2 separate regions of the Danio rerio genome follow, and region 1 is linked to region 2. The links are chromatin contacts, called in public Hi-C maps. All regions are on one chromosome and are shown on one strand. The core of a region is the stretch at or near the end of the contact, and the rest is flanking DNA. Distances in the headings are between cores, read along the strand shown. Region 1 overlaps rasgrf1 (Ras protein specific guanine nucleotide releasing factor 1). Region 2 has its middle 14 kb from the start of dre-mir-184-1.

Evidence for each region. Hi-C and Micro-C count contacts between places; a contact is called where the count stands out from the background.
Region 1: a contact with region 2 is called in a Hi-C map of embryo, with 3 times the contacts expected there. The contact joins two enhancer-like sites. A contact is called at or near these places in 2 of 18 Hi-C or Micro-C datasets (caudal fin and embryo).

Annotation. Positions count from the first base shown.
Region 1 is chr18:27,839,687-27,844,816 of GRCz12tu, forward strand. rasgrf1 (Ras protein specific guanine nucleotide releasing factor 1) reads left to right here. Exons shown (of 28, transcript XM_073930340.1): 17 at 1,444-1,614; 18 at 1,709-1,815; 19 at 3,085-3,197; 20 at 5,011-5,071. Among named protein-coding and RNA genes, the nearest start is that of ctsh, 13 kb to the right of the region's middle. Within about 2 kb of position 1,590, at least 3 of the 62 cell types and tissues checked have an H3K27ac peak or open chromatin away from gene starts, as enhancers often do.
Region 2 is chr18:27,618,524-27,624,249 of GRCz12tu, forward strand. No RefSeq gene overlaps it. Among named protein-coding and RNA genes, the nearest start is that of dre-mir-184-1, 14 kb to the right of the region's middle. Within about 2 kb of position 1,883, at least 4 of the 62 cell types and tissues checked have an H3K27ac peak or open chromatin away from gene starts, as enhancers often do.

The DNA.
Region 1 (5,130 bases), core at 340-2,839, 220 kb after region 2:
ATTCCACTGTAGCGACCCCCGATTAATAAAGAGACTAAGCTGAAAAGTGAATGAATGAATGAATAAACTTTATTTATAAAAATGCTAAAACTGGAACCGTTTTTTTTTTTTTTCAAATGTTCACTTCTAAATTTGTTAATTGCCAATGTACATTGTGAAATTTGCTTGCATTAAAATTAATTTATTTTAGTGCACCAAAACACATATGCTGTTTTTGTACATGAATATCTAGTTTCAGTCTTACCCCTTGAAGAAAAAGATATAAAATCTCATATTTCGTTTGGAGTACCTGTATAAAGGGTTATTCAGACACAGTTGAAATCAGAATTATTAAAAATTATTTAAAAAAAAATATTTTAATATTTACATCATGTTCTCCCTGCATTTGTGTGGGTTTCCTTCGGGTGCACAGTCCAAACACAGGTACAGGTGAATTGAGTAAGCGTGTGTGTGAATGTGTATGTGGATGTTTCCCAGAGATGGGTTGCTGCTGGAAGGGCATCCGCTGCTTAAAAACTTGCTGGATAAGTTGGCGGTTCATTCTGCTGTGGCGACCCCAGATTAATAAAGAGACTAAGCCTACAAGAAAATAAATGAATGAATGAATATTTACATATTTCCCAAATGATGTTTAACAGAGCGAGGATATTTTCACAGTATGTCTGATAATATTTTTTTTTTTTTCTGGAGAAAATCTTATTTGTTGTATTTTGGCTAGAATAAAAGCAGCTTTTAATTTTTTTTAAAACCTTTTTAAAGGCAAAATTATTAGGCCAGTTAAAAAACTGTCATTATACAATAACTTGCCTAATTACCTTAACCTGCCTAGTTAACCTAATTAACTTAGTTAAGCCTTTAAATGTTACTTTTTATAGAAATGTCTTAAAAAAATATCAAGTAAAATATTATTTACTGTCATCATGGCAAAGATAAGATAAATCAGTTATTAAAAATGAGTTATTGAAACTATAATGTCTAGAAATGTGTTGAAAAAATCTTCTCAGTTAAACAGAAATTGGGGTAAAAATAAACAGGGTGTCTAATAGTTCAGGGGGGCTAATAATTCTGACTTATACTAGTTTATTAGCATTCATAATCCGCTCACATTATCACTTTGTTTATGATATTTGTGCATTCCAGATATGCTGCCTGCTGCTTTAAGTTCTTACTCTTATTAAAAGCCAGATGGATTCTGATTGGCTTTCAATGTTTTTATCATTCTTCAGCTGGAAAAAAGGCCATTTTAAAAGTGATCACAACAATATTGTTCTTCTGTGTCATAGCTGTTATGGTGTGGACTCAGATATTGGTTTTGGAATGATTATTAAAAACCTCATGATCATAATAGTTATTTCCCTTGCAGTACAGTCTTTAATTCTGTACAGTGTACACACCAAATGTTCATTTAGCATGTTTGTTCTGCTTGTTTTTCTCTTTGAGCAGAATTCTCTCTGTTCTCTTACAATAATGGCATGGTGATGTCATCCTGCCGGGAGCTGGATAACAACCGTAGCGCCTTGTCTGCCGCTTCTGCCTTCGCCATCGCCACTGCAGGTGCCAACGAGGGCACGCCAACCAAGGAGAAGTACCGCCGCATGTCTTTGGCAAGCACAGGTAAGATTCAGCAAGCTGTTTCAAACTCCCATAGGCTGTGGGTATTTGTTGCCTGGCAGAAATGAAATCAGTGTGAATTTTGATTGGCTATCAGGGTTCCCTACGGATCAGAGGAACGGAGATAAGGAGTTTGTGATTCGCCGAGCAGCAACTAACAGAGTCCTCAATGTCCTCAGGCACTGGGTGTCCAAACACTCACAGGTGAGATTGAGTACAGTGTAAAATCATATACTAACACAAGACTTGACTAAACAGAAACAACTGTTTCTGGGTCCAAATTCAACACTTTTGTATACTTCTAATATCTATTTTTATACAATATGTATTTTTTATTTGACTTCAAACTGAAATAAAATGTTTTCTGAGTGATAGTAACAATAGACAAGTCTTATAACTTACTTTGTCAGTAAGTTTAACTAACGGGCTTTAAAATAATGACAAATTTAATATTTAGAAAATACAAGCATTCAAATATTGCATTTTCACCACCAATAGCAGTGACATTTAGCACGACCATGAAGCTTCCAGACCTTTTCCAATCAAATCACCTTTTTAATCTCCAACTAGGCTTTCCTTCAGTATATATTGTCCTGTCATAATAAAAGCAAAAATTCCAGAACACGACTAAAAAAGTAGTTTCTCATTTCCTCCAAATGGACCAATAATCGCTGTTCACTTCGGCTTCTCGTCAAAATTCTGACCAGTCAAATACTTTCTAGAATCTGAAGTGAACCCCAACAACACTAATATTAAACCTAATAACCCTAACTCTTATATTTACTAATATTAGGGTTAAGATTATTATATACGGTCGATGCAGTAATGCTGTACCTAGTGCTGTCGCCTCACAGCAAGGAGGTTGCTGGGTCGAGCCTCAGCTGGTTCAGTTGCCGTTTCTGTGTGGAGTTTGCATGTTCTCCCTGCATTCGTGTGGGTTTCCTCCGGGTGCTCCGGTTTCCCCTGCAGTCCAAAGACATGCAGTACAGGTGAATTGGGGAGGCTAAATTGTCCGTAGTGTATGAGTGTGTGTGTGTGTGTGTGTGTGTGTGTGTGTGTGTGTGTCTGTGTGTGTGTGTCTGTGTGTGTGTGTGTGTGAATGAGTGTGTGTGGATTATTCCCAGAGATGGTTTGTGGCTGGAAGGGCATCCTCTGTGTAAAAACATGCTGGATAAGTTGGCGGTTCATTCCGCTGTGGCGACCCCAGATTAATAAAGGGACTAAGCCGACAAGAAAATGAATGTAGGAATGAACGAATTATTATATACTAGGGGTAGACATATTAAAAACATTGATATTATAAATTCCTAATGTCGTGCTCAGACACTCTTAGCACTCACACAGCTTGCATATACCGCTGCTCAAGCCCAACCCAACTTTGCTCTGGCCCACTTCTTTCATAGCATGATAGGTCCACTTTAAAAGTTTTTTGCCTTGCATTTGTGTATCTGAACCTGTGTATTGTGTGTGCAGGACTTTGAAACCAACACTGAGCTCAAGATGAAGGTAATCAGCTTCCTGGAGGAGGTGATGCACGATCCTGAACTTCTGACCCAAGAAAGAAAGGCTGCTGCCAACATTATACGGCAAGTAGATACTGCCTGTACCCTGATAGATTACCACATGTTGGGTTTTAAGTAAGTTTAGACAAATACTGATAGATAGATAGATAAATAAATAAATAAATAAATAAATAAATAAATAAATAAATAAATAAATAAGGGCGATGCAGTGGCGCAGTAGGTAGTGCTGTCACCTCACAGCAAGAAGGTCGCTGGTTCGAATCTCAGCTCAGCTCAGTTGGCGTTTCTGTGTGGAGTTTGCATGTTCTCCCTGCGATGGCGTAGGTTTCCTCTGGGTGCTCCAGTTTCCCCCACAGTCCAAAGACATGCGGTACAGTCGAACTGGGTAGGCTAAACTTTCCGTAGTGTATGAGTGTGTGCATGAAGGAGTGTATGGATGTTTCTCAGAGATGGGTTGCGGCTGGAAGGGCATTGCGTAAAAAATGTGCTGAATAAGTTGGCGGTTCATTCCGCTGTGGTGACCCCGGATTAATAAAGGGACTAAGCTGGCAAGAAAATAAATAAATAAATAAATAAATAACATTTTATTGAGTATGTTGAAATGATCTTGTTTTGCTTTGTTTTGTTTTGGTTGATAAAGTTTTTTTTTTGTATGCCATTATGAAAACAAAATTAATTAATTAATTTAAAAAATTAATGGTGCTCTTGTGAAATTTAAAGAAGGAGAGCTGAAAATAATTCCATGCTTATTTAATCTTTTATTAAAGAAATTCATAAATATGTAACCATTTTCAAAAAACATTTGAAAATATCAGCCCTACTGCACATTAGCTATAATTGTTGTTCAATACTTTTTGCAATCTCCATTTTTTAAGATAACTGCTCCATGTATTTTCCTATAATAGCTGATAAAAGAAAACCCTGAAAATCTGGAAAGAGATCAGAGACCGTCATTCATACAGAAAATTCTATAGATTTCAGGGGGACCAGGATAGAACTTTACTTTTTAATATATATTTGGGTAACACTTTGTTTTATGGTGTCCTTGTCACACAAATTCTATGTTATTTTATCTAATTTTAGTATATCTTTAAAATAAAGACTGTATTTGTGTTGATTTTGATGTTTGTTTTGATTTATTGTTCTGATGGAAGTTCGCCATTTCTAAGATATTTTTCTGTTGGCATTTGATTATATTTAGATATTGATATCATTTTTAAAAAATGTGCAGAAAGAAAAAGTCTATGCAGCAGACAAAAATAGACCTATAACATTAAAGATTCAACAGTATACACACATGCCAGTCCAGCACTGCCTGGTAGTGAAATATGCTGGAGTCAAACAAATCAAATAATTTTTTTTTGCAAATTCCAGCTGTGATCGTCTTTGCCTCTCAAACTATAATCCTTGTTGTACATTTACACAATATGGACACACACTGTCTTCCAGGTAGATCTGTAACTTTTTTTTAGTTTATTGGTTCATTATTGTTATGTAAGGCTTACCAAATATCTTCTCCAAACCAGAACTGTACAATATTCTTTAGTTTTACTCATTGTGGTGGATAATGCTTAGAATTTGGCACTTGCGTTTCCTCAAATGCTGGACTCTTATACAGTTTCCAGTTGTACCAATAATTGTGGCCAGTGTACACTGAAGAAAATATATTTCATAATGATACTTCTTTATTATTCCAGCTGTTTCAATTTTTTTTTCAGAATTTTCTCAATGGAACATCAAAAAAAAAAAAACAATGCATTTTTTTTCACAGCTTTTTTGCTCATGCTTGCTAAGTGTGCCAATAATGTTTACCATTACTGAAATTCAGTCAGTGGCTTGGTTTGTGAAAACATTCTCTCTTTTTTTCTTTTGATAGAACACTAACGCAAGAGGATCCTGGTGATAATCAGATCTGTCTGGAGGAGGTTCTGCAGATGGTGAGTGTGGTGCTTCTTGATCATCCTCCAGCATATTAAACATTTTTCAGTGCCAAAAC
Region 2 (5,726 bases), core at 633-3,132:
ATCTTTCAGACGTTGGATTTTGTTTGCCATAACTGGTGAGTAGATGTCATCATTTACGTCAAAATGACTTGACGTTGGATTTTGGTCACTTTCTAACACAATCTAAACCCCTAGACACTGGCTAGACATTGAGTTTTGGTCACCTGTCGACACAATTTAAATCTATCCTAATATTAACATCTTATGATGTTGTGTGCCTATTTTACTAATGCCCAGCAGGCGTTTACACACATCCACAGATTACATGTAAATGCATCAGTTTTTTACAGCGTAAAACTCACTACTCGCAACTCAACTCACAACTGAGTACCTTTGAAAAGTCTAGTTTTTACTCATGCTTTGAGTAATATTCACAACAGATATTCTACTTGCACTACATTTTTAGGCAAGTAACGGTACTTTTAATGAAATATGATTTTTCAGTACTCTTTCCACCACCGAAAACATCTAAAAGGTTTACAGAGATTGGTCCAGTTTCAAAGACTGAAAATATCCAGGTCAACCCATCCAATTCTGTGAACAAAAATAGTGTTTTAATGCCAGAGGTGAGAGTTTAATGGACACACTGTGTCACAAAGTTAGAATCATCTCAAACTTCTTTCTTTAACATGACAATTCACTATTCTCTAATGGAGCTGAGCAATCTGCAGAAACTGTGCACCACAGTCTATCAATTTACGGAGCAGGTAAATGAATCTACTGTATTCCAAAAAAAAATTTATTAAATAAATAAATAAATAAATAAAATTAAGTCATTCTGAAGGCAAACGGTGCTTGTACATGTTTGAAATTTTAACTTTCATTTAAATTTTATTTGAATTTTCTTGTTATACCCTTCAAAATCTCATTTTACTAGGTTTGCTACGATAAAAACACATTCAAAATAGGATTTGATCCTGTCTCCACAAAGAAGATTCTAGACAAACAAATAAAAAACACACACAAAGAGCTATTCTGCTCATTCTCAGTGCCAGAAACAAGTCTAAACAAAAGCTTCAACATTGATTTTTTTCCATTTCTGGACACTATAAAATGATGAGTCCTCTCAATACTCGTATTGATCTTTGCTCTCTGTGACTCACTGATCCTGAACAGAAATGACATAGACTCTGACATTCACATGTAATGCTTTTGTCCATTACAATATTACAGTCCCTATTTTGATCTCAATGACAATCTATAAGTGCATAACATCTGATGAGTAGCCCCGATAGGTCCATTTATGAATACCACAGTAGTATATACACAGCATAAATGGACACCTAATAATAAGTGTATAATCATTGAAGCAAAAACAGATCAACAACTGAAACTGATAACTCTATTCTCTTCGTTCTGTCTCAATAGAAATGTTAGCGCTTTGCATTTATCTTGTGTATGTCTAGTGTGCTGCTAAAGGTCAATTGATTGGTGCTTGTGGCTTGTAAAAGGTCAGAAACGGCTTTGTCTTTGTGTCTGCTGGAGAGAGGAAATACTCTTGTGTCGCTCTGTCTGTGGTCTCTCTCAGGGGGGATTCTAGTAAAAGCTGCTGCTCCAGTGCTGTGTTTTTCTTAATGGTTGTCGTTGTTGGACTTGGATGGGAGCAATTGATTGAAGATTGAACATCAAGATTGAAGATCAAGGTTTGAGGACTTTGCATTTCCACTCAACTTCATTCCAAAATGGTTGCGAAGTTGTCATTTTTGTCGCACAAACTCTGCAGTTTGGGCTGAGAAACCACACATACCTATCAATCTGCTAAACAAGTTACTAACGGTCATTAGAGAGGCTCTGCACTCCCCAATTTTAACATTCATTGACTAAATGTGAAGGGGGCAGAGAGAAATCTGTGGGCCGTGTCACATCCTGTGGTTCAGAGAAACCTCCCCCTTCTTCTCTACTTAGCTGATCTGGTTCGGGACAGAAGGAGCAAGGAAGTTTAGCAAGAAAAATCAGCACGGCAGAACATGAGTCATTAGCATGAGGATGGCGCCAAGCCTGTTGAGCTGAGTTTGTGCAAAAACATAAGAGACTCTAGCTGCTTGTTGATTTTTGCAGTTTAATAAGCCTCATTCTATGCTTGATTCGCTTCATTGGATTTAATATCTATGCCACTGGTATGATAATACAGGCTCTATTGTAAAGTATAAAATGAGTAGACATGAGATAGAATTTTTAGGTGACAGAGAAAGTGAAATAAGGCTATAAGCAGGGTGGGAATTACAGCGGGGTTTGGGGAGGATTGACCCACATAAATAAGGGGAGTCAGTCCTCTAATACTGAGAAATAGTTCTCTCTGTTCTGTGTTTTTAATAATAATTTTAATAATAAATATAATAGATAATATAAATATACATCACAATGCAGTTGCACAGTAGGTAGTGCTGCCGCCTCACAGCAAGAAGGTCGCTGGTTCGAGCCTCGGCTGGGTCAGATTATATGTTCTCTCTGCTTTCACTTGACTTTCCCTTGGGTGTTCCGGTCTCCCCCACAAGTCCAAAGACATGCGGGACAGGTGAATTGGGTAGTCTAAATTGTATGAGTGTCAATGAGTGTGTGTGAGTGTTTTCCAGTGATGGGTTGTGGCTGGAAGGGCATCCACTGTGTATAACATGCTGGATGAGTTGGCAGTTCATTCCGCTGTGGCGACCCCAAATTAATAAAAGGACTAACCCGAAAAGAAATTAATGAATAAATATACATTTGACCACCCCAATTATGGTTCATACCATTGCGAATGCATAATCGCGCTAATCAGCCTATGCGAGAAATAAAATTCCTTCAACAGTTTGAAACTGCAGACTGTAATTGTTCACAAGACTGTTTTCTTGTAAAATTGGTGTTTGTTTCTACATATAGTCTGTAAGTAGAGTCAGAGTTAGACGCATAGTTTGTATACTTTGACCTACAGTAACCTCTGAAATAGTTAATCAGAGGATACTGTAGGTCACAATGTAATGTAATGTGTATTTATAGAACACATTTATTGTGTATGGCCATACACACTTCACAATCATGAGGGGGGTCTGTCCACACCACCACCAGTGTGCAGCGTCTTCTTGGATGATGCGACGGCAGCCACAGGAAAACAGTGCCAGTGCGCTCACCACACAGCAGCTAGGTGGACAGTGATAGAGCCAGTAAGGTTAATGGGGATGATTGGGAGGCCATGCTCGTAAGGTCCGATTGAGGAAGTTTGGCCAGGACACCAGGGTTACACCCCAACTATTTACGAGAAGTGTCATGGGATTTTTAATGACCACAGAGAGTCAGGACCTCGGTTTATTGTTTCATCCGAAAGATGAACCACTGCCCACTGACAGTAAAGTGTCTCCTTCACTTTTACTGGGGCATTAGGACTTACACAGACCGGATGTTGAGTGCCCCGTGCTGGCCACTCTAACAACACTTCCAACAGCAACCTAGTTTTCCCATGTGGTCTCCCATACAGGTACTGACCAGGCTCAGCCCTGCTTAGCTTCATTGAGTAACCGGTCTTGGGCTGCAGGGTGAAATGGCTGTGGCACTAAATACACTAAAAATTTCTCAAAACACTGAAAATTTTAAAATGATTTTATTAACAAATTAGATTTAAATAATATTAAATAACTTAGTCATTTAAATAAATACATAAAAGAACAAATTATGTATTACACAAACTAACATTACTAAAACATTTGATCCCTCTGATGGTTAATGTATAATTAGCAAACTGGCTAAAAGTCACAACAGACTGCCCACTGTATCAAAGGCAGATTTCCACACAATTCATTCATGCTGTCCTGACACAAAGCCATTAAAATAACTTATCAAATTTAAGTTGATTGAACATAAAAAAAGTATGTTATTCCGAATAAATCTCAAGAATTGTGTTATATCCAACACAGGCTCATTCTGAAAAGTAGCCCCATGTATGTCTTGGGATATCATGAATTTTGTAGCCAGAGTTTCGCACGGCTGCATTTCATCTTTCAAATAAACGCTACGAGGCAGTATGACGCTGTGAGTTTCTCAAAAGTGGCCTTTTGTGGATTTACGTAAGAACAGCACTCACAAATTCCACTCGCAAAAGAAACTTGAGATCTAAATAAACATACACAGCGACCTGTGTACAACAAAAACAGCAAAAAAAAAACATAGCTCCTGGTACGTATTTTGCTCTCCCCAGAAATGTATATGGGGTACGTAATCAGAATGAGTCTGGGTTGGTTATTTCATCTCATTTTAAACAAGTGTTTAAACAAATAGCATAAATAATTTTATAGCAATATTACCAAAGTTAAAGGTGTTCTTTGGGTCATTGATGAAAATCATTTTACCCCATACCAACTTTTTTATTCATTTTAAGCTTGAGGGGCTCAATGCTGAATTAAGGATGTGTTGCTATTCTTGTCATCAGTGGTTATTGAGGAATCTATTGCTCATTTTCAAACTTATTATTAAACCAACTGCTGTGCTAGATTTTTACATAAAATTTCAACCCAAAGGGTGGGTTTGTCTATTTTTGGGTTGAAACAGCATATTTAGAGTGTATAGTTCAAATGAAACACAGAATAGTACACAATATAGCAGAATGAGTACATCTGAAATTATGGGGGTGCATTTTTCAGGCACTCTAGATTTATGGTGGGCCATTTTTTCAAGCACTCTTGAGATTAAGGCGTTCTGTTTTTCAGGTGTCAGATACAATTTTTGAGGCACTTGTGAGGTTATGGTGTTGGATTTTTCAGGCACTCGTAAAATTAAAATGGTGCATTTTTCAGGCAATCGTGAGATTACAATGGTGCATTTTTTAGGAACTCGTGAGGTTGCGATGGTGCATTTTTGAGGAGCTTGTGAGGTAACGATGGTGAATTTTTGAGGATCTCATGAGATTATGGTGTTGCATTTTTCAGGCACTCGTAAGATTAGAATGGTGCATTTTTCAGGCAATCGTGACGTTACGACGGTGCATTTTTGAGGAACTTGTGAGGTTGCGATGGTGCACTTTTGAGGAACTTGTGAAGTAACGATGGTGCATTTTTGAGGAACTCATGAGGTAATGGTGTTGCATTTTTCAGGCACTCGTAAGATTAGAATGGTGCATTTTTCAGGCAATCGTGACATTACGATGGTGCATTTTTTAAGAACTTGTGAGGTAAAGATGGTGAATTTTTGAGGAACTCATGAGGTTATTGTGTTGCATTTTTTAGGCACTCGTGAGGTTACAATAGTGCATATATAGTAGGGCACCCATGAGGTTACAATTGTTTATTTTACAGCCATGCAAGAATATGGAGAAGCATTTTTTAAGGAACTCGTGATGTTAAAGGTGCAGTAGGTGATCTGGCAAAATGCAATAATTAGCATAATATAATTAAAAACACAATCCCTCTCCCGCTGTCCAAAGTCAAGTCTTGTGAAATCATGGAGTCACGCACACCTTAAAGATGACAATAGACAGCCTACTAGATCATGTCATTCACCAGTTAAACACCTTTATACTAAACAATATAGGGACCGTGTCATAGGTTTTCATTGTTCAAAAATGAACCAATGTGAATATAAAACCAACTATACCTCAGTAAAGCCGGCTATAGGCAGAATAGTGCTATGTACTTATGTTTTGGTGTTAAACTAAATAAAATCTACATTATTGATGCTGTGAAAGGTCCCTTATGAAATTGAAAATAGTCACATCAATCTATCGCCGGAGGATTTGAGGGGCTGAACAACACTTCCATGCATTTATCCCATTCGTAAAACAG